2 separate regions of the Mus musculus genome follow, and region 1 is linked to region 2. A link is a contact called in public HiChIP or PLAC-seq data. All regions are on one chromosome and are shown on one strand. Each heading gives the region's core, a stretch centred on a gene start, on an enhancer-like site or on the middle of the called end of the contact. The rest is flanking DNA. Distances are from core to core; before and after follow the strand shown. Region 1 has its middle 76 kb from the start of Gm34130. Region 2 has its middle 7.8 kb from the start of Gm39725.

Region 1 (2,720 bases), core at 193-2,692, 140 kb before region 2:
GTGACAGAGGTCCAATTCTATACTTTATAAAAGAGATGTAAATACTAATGAAATAATCAATGTCTATAAACAGAAACAAAACAAATGGACAATATAATTTATATCATATATGTAATAAATATATTAATGCATTATTAATTATATAATATATTATATTACATATATTATACCCCATATATGCATCTATATATGTCTATAATTTTCTTTTCTCTTTTTCAGTGGTCTGTATCTAAAAATTTTCATATCAGTTCACACAGATCCCTGTCTGTTCATAATTATGATATATCACCCCAACCAATGAGATGTCTCCAGTAATTCAACTTCTATGGGAGTTAGCTGGTTTGGTTTATTTTTGTCTTTCTTCATCTGTTTTATGAATTAACCCCTAAGATAAAGCCTTTGCAGCAGAATTTCTGGATTCTTTTAATTTATGTGCTGTATTTCTAAACTTTCCTTTGATGGCTGTCATCACATCCTTCTCTTAAAAAAAGAACCAAAAAGGAGTGTAAGTGTCCATCTTCTCACTCCCTTGCCAGAAGTAAGTCTCATGTTAATATTGGAATTTTGCTATTTTCTGATGCATAAAAGAACATTTAATATTGTTGTGAATTACATTCCTCTAATTTTCAAAAGGGTTTGGCATTATTTCAAATTATATTGTCCATTTGTATTTTTTCAGTTTATAGCTACTGATTATTTCATTATGGATTGCATTTCTTTTGTAAAATATAGAATTGGCTCTCTGTCAGCTATTTTTAAACACATTTCTATTTGTCTTTTAACTGTGGGATACGTTTTTTCTATAGGAAAAGTGAAATCACTTACTAAGCAAATTCATTTTCCTCTTCTTTCTGCCACAGGCCCTTAGCTATGTCAGCACTATTTGTAAATTGTTACATTGTCTCACCATAGAGAACATTTGCTGTACAGATTGGTCTCAGTGGTGGGTGTGGTGTGAAACATCTAAACTTCCACAAAGAATCAGCAAGTCAGGAAGGTGCTTGCCCTGCAAGTATGACTGCCTGAGTTTAGATTCCTATCACCCACAGTAGAAAGCCAGATGTGGTGGCACCTGCCTTAGGAATGGAGGCAGGAAGATTCCCGAGCTGGTTGACCAGATGGCTCAGCCAGTCAGGAGCTCCAAGCCCATGTGAGATTTTGGCCACAAAAGTGAGATGAAGATGGGCAGAAGGCAGTATATGGCTTTAATCTCTGCGCCTTCCTCTTTCATGAACATACACATGCATGTCCATCTGCACATGCCTGAACATGTATGCACACCCCCCACACACACACACACACCACAAAGGAATCAATGATACTTGCTGTCAGGAAATAGACTATCTTAAAATTCAAGAATAGCTTCCTATTACTATAGTTCAACACAGCAGTGCTTCAAAAGAGACAAACATATGGTAATTTCATCAGATGTCAAAAAAGTAGGACACAACACAACATATTACTTACAGATGAGAAAGAGAGCCTCAGGAAACTAAGAACAGAGTCTTTCTGCAGATGATTTGAAGTGTCATAAAACATCAGCTGGCCAAATGCTTAATGGCGGAGCACCAGAGACAATCCCAATTAAAAACAGGAACTCGACCAAGATTCCTGCCTCTGCCATCATAGCCTCACTTCCTTATGAACGTCCTGTCCATCACAATAGGCTAAGAGATGGAGAGAGGATGCATGAATATTTTAAGAGAGAATGAAATTATCATTATTTGCAGATGACATAATTAAATACAGAGGAACATCCAACTGAGAAGCTGGAATGAGAGCTCATGTGGTTTCGGAAGAGGCAGTGAACATAAAAGCTGTATGGGATTACTTTTTCTGAGAGTAAGTAATAGTCAATTAGGAGAATTAATGGGGGAAAGGGCTTTTTGGTTTCTTTCAAAATAAAAGTCAAAATATCATTGGCACAGCTAATGAAATATATGTGGAGGTGATCTGAAGAAATTTCAAATTATTAAACCTTACAGCAAACACAAACCAGAGACTGTGATTTTCGTGTCCTCAGATGAGGATATAGAAATATTCCGGGGATATTAATTCTTCCCACATTCATTTTATGCTAAGTGCTGTTTCGATGGAAATGTCAGGAGGGGATAATTGGGCAACATGATCTCGAGGCTCATTTCACAGAATAAGTGGACAGAAATAAGAAACACTCTTTTATAAGAGAAGAACAGTTCTGAAGGAGACCTGAATTGCTGAGACTTCAAGTTGTCTAATGGAAATACTGAAACAGTAAATGCACAGAGGAGAATTTGAAATACACTTTATATAAGATAGTCTCTCTATCTTTTGTCTTTAATTTCGGGGGCTAGATGTATTTCAGAACTCAAAAATTAGATCTTTAGTGAGTGATCTCAATCCTATCCTAAACAAGAACTTCTCAGACTTAGACTCCAGGTGCTAGTGGTCTGCCCTCCTCCAGCATGCTATCATCATGTGTGAGAAAATTCATGCAGCAAAAAGCAGAGGATGTAACAGCTGTGAGCAGCTTCCCACTGATTTAGGTCATGTTTTGCTCAGAAATGAATATTGGTATCAACTCATGGAAATAAAGAGTTCACTGTTTGAGACTAATTTTAGATCAGCAGATTGTCCATATATGTAGGTCAGCTCTGGGATGGAGCCTGGATGTCAAGACATTTATTAGGTGCTGCTCTGTGGGTGAGCAGAGAGGAGGGTAGAAGTGAGCTCAGGCTGAG
Region 2 (2,700 bases), core at 28-2,527:
CTTATTTAGCTATAGATTCAAGCCAGCTCAAGAAAACATTTTGTCAATGGGGAGAGAAAGAGCCTAGAAGAGAGGATATCAGTATGAAATCCATTATTTTTTTCAGCAATATGTTGGCTTTGGATGAAGCTTGCCTTTCAGGTTGACATTTTCCAGTGAATCTGTGATGGCCAGTCAGAGAGCTAATGATGACGTGGCATTTCTCAAATCCTTTCACCAGATGGCTATGAGGGTGATTAATCATGTTGATTGCCTCCGTCTTGGCAGCTGATGGTGGAGCTTGTGTTAACACTGCTCAATGTGGCACTGGTCTGGAGGCCTTTCTTGATCACTTTGCCCCTCCCACCCCTCCTCCTCCTATCCCTAGGGGCTGAGCTCTGAAACTGTGCAAGTGTGATAGGCAGGGCAGTGTGCAACTGGGCAGTGGCCAGGTGACACCATGCAGCTCCATTTCAGTGTTTCTCCACAGAAAACTGGGGCAAATGCATTGAGGCAAAAAGGCCATGGATGGCTCAATGCTAGGCTGTGCTGTTGAAGTCAGTCATAGACAAGACTGAGACACAATTTGGCTTCACTCAACCACACCCTCAATTTGCCTGTCATTCGTACCTCACTTACCGTTACATGCACAATGAGGGATCAATGAGACCCTCGGGATCTCTTATCCAAAATCCTTTCCAGTCCAAGTTCCTGAGTGAGAGAGTTCACGACCACAGTCGGGTTCCTCAGTTAGAGCTCTGAAGAGGCTGGCAGGTCACCAGGAATATATGTACCACTACAGCCCCTGCAGAGTATTTTCAAGTCACATGATTTGGGAGAAAATGGGGGTCCAGTGTTGTTTACTAAGATGTCTTGCCCACCATTCAGGAAGGGGTGAAAAGGGAGAACCCTCCCAGATCACCTTTTCTACTCATAGATATTGGGCATTGTGGCCTCCTTCTGGTTCAGTTGCCTGTGAAAATCATTTCATAAAGGGAATGTAGGAAGATTTAGCTCCTCAAGAAGCCTACTAGGACAAATGTATTGCCTTTTAGAAGTACTCAGCCACTCATCATGGAGATACAATGGAAAAAGCAAGCCCTCCAGGAGCCAGTCACCCACCCAAGTCCTTCCTACTGGAACTGAGATTTGAACCCAAACTCTGAAGTACACTTTTTCCTCACCACAGTGTTACTGTGCAGAAGGTTTCTAGTCTTCAGATGAGCTTCTCTTGGTAGACATGAAGTTATAGAAAGAAAACACTGTCTAGCCAGGTTTCTGCCAATGCTCAGGGCAGGAGACAGGTGTATGCCCCAGTGGTGTCAGCCATATAACACAAAGGCCCAATGGTTACTTAGGGTAGCAGCACCTTGGGGTGACCTGAGAATCAGTTTCCTGTGCTGTGGGCATGTTCAGAAGGCTAAATGGAAACATCTCTGTGTCTGGCCTCTCAGCCAGACTTAATAATTCGCTTGTATAACCTCTGGGTCTCCTCTTGGTGGCCCAAAGTGGTCAGATTTAAGAGCTTTATGGACGTCCTGCTATGTTTAGTCTCTCCCCGGGACTAACTATTTCTCTAATCCAGATGGTATGTTTACCACACACACATCCTGCAAGGCAGGGCATGGTGTTAGCAAGAACAGCTAGCAAACCACAACACTCGCTCACGTTACCAGAAGAGCCTGGGACAGGAAGCAGGTAGATCCCCTCCTCCCACGAGTCTGGTCTCACCTCCCTTCCTGGGCTTTGTGGTGATAGTGCTCCTTTCTGTCCCCTGGAAGCCAAATTGAGGCACCTCAGGGAACACACAGGCCACATATTCAGTCCCACAGCACTTCTGCTTCCTCCTCCTCCAATGTAGGAGGAATCATGATTTCTCTTCCTCTCTTCTCAGTCTTTCTTTCTACCTTGTTCTCCCTCACTTCCAAGATTTAGTCTTCCCCCAGGTCTCTCTTTCTGGGCTTATTTATGCCAGCCTATTCCAAGGTCCATGCTTAAGAGAACATATCAGGTTCTAGTTTTAAAGGAGTTAGGAAGAAACCCAAGGTGACCACATTGGTTTCCACTGAACTCAGAATCAAATGTCAAGTGCCTTGTGGCCCTGTTCACACTCCAGTGTACACTCCACCACAGCCTGCAACTGCACAGCTCCTGCTGAGCACATCAAAACTGGCAGGGGTGGGGGAGGGAAGGTAGCAGTGTTCCCTCTATTAAAGGGATCTTTATATTCCTCCTCCATTTCTTTGTCCCCCACTATGGCAAATTGCAATGAGCATGCCAACTTACCCTCCAATTGTATCTGTTGTTTTAAAAAAGCATTGCTTCAGAGGGTCCCAGGGGATGTCTTGGGAGGCTCTGGAGTGAGGCCCTCCATGTGGCTCTCCTTCCCAAAGCTTACTGCTCATAAGCTCAGAAGACACTGATAATTTCAAGGCCAACCAAACCATAGTGATATGTTCTCGACACGTGCTCTTGGCCATCATCCTGCTGAGATTTTGTGCAGAATTTTGAAGCAGGAATGATCTCTGAACGCCTCATTCAATGCTGCGAAGTCCCTATGGTAAAAATTCGTGGACATTTTGCAGGGGTGGCTGTGTGATGCTCAGTGGTCCGCCAGCATGTGCACACGGTATGGGTAAAGTGCTTAGACTGCTGCAGGCATCATTCCGCTGAGACTCCTCCCCAGACCCCTGTCTATAGATTTTGCCAATGAACAGCAAA

Evidence for each region. HiChIP or PLAC-seq counts read pairs in DNA pulled down with a chosen protein or histone mark.
Region 1: an H3K27ac HiChIP or PLAC-seq map of T-cell acute lymphoblastic leukemia shows a contact between it and region 2, with 3 times the contacts expected there. The contact joins two enhancer-like sites. A contact is called at or near these places in 2 of 115 datasets of contacts at active chromatin or transcription factors (T-cell acute lymphoblastic leukemia and embryonic stem cells) and 1 of 9 other capture datasets (liver).

What each region holds. Positions count from the first base shown.
Region 1 is chr1:183,860,164-183,862,883 of GRCm38.p6, forward strand. No RefSeq gene overlaps it. Among named protein-coding and RNA genes, the nearest start is that of Gm34130, 76 kb to the right of the region's middle. Within about 2 kb of position 1,443, at least 5 of the 459 cell types and tissues checked have an H3K27ac peak or open chromatin away from gene starts, as enhancers often do. A contact at or near this core is called in T-cell acute lymphoblastic leukemia, where this site is marked.
Region 2 is chr1:184,004,199-184,006,898 of GRCm38.p6, forward strand. No RefSeq gene overlaps it. Among named protein-coding and RNA genes, the nearest start is that of Gm39725, 7.8 kb to the right of the region's middle. Within about 2 kb of position 1,278, at least 90 of the 459 cell types and tissues checked have an H3K27ac peak or open chromatin away from gene starts, as enhancers often do. A contact at or near this core is called in T-cell acute lymphoblastic leukemia, where this site is marked.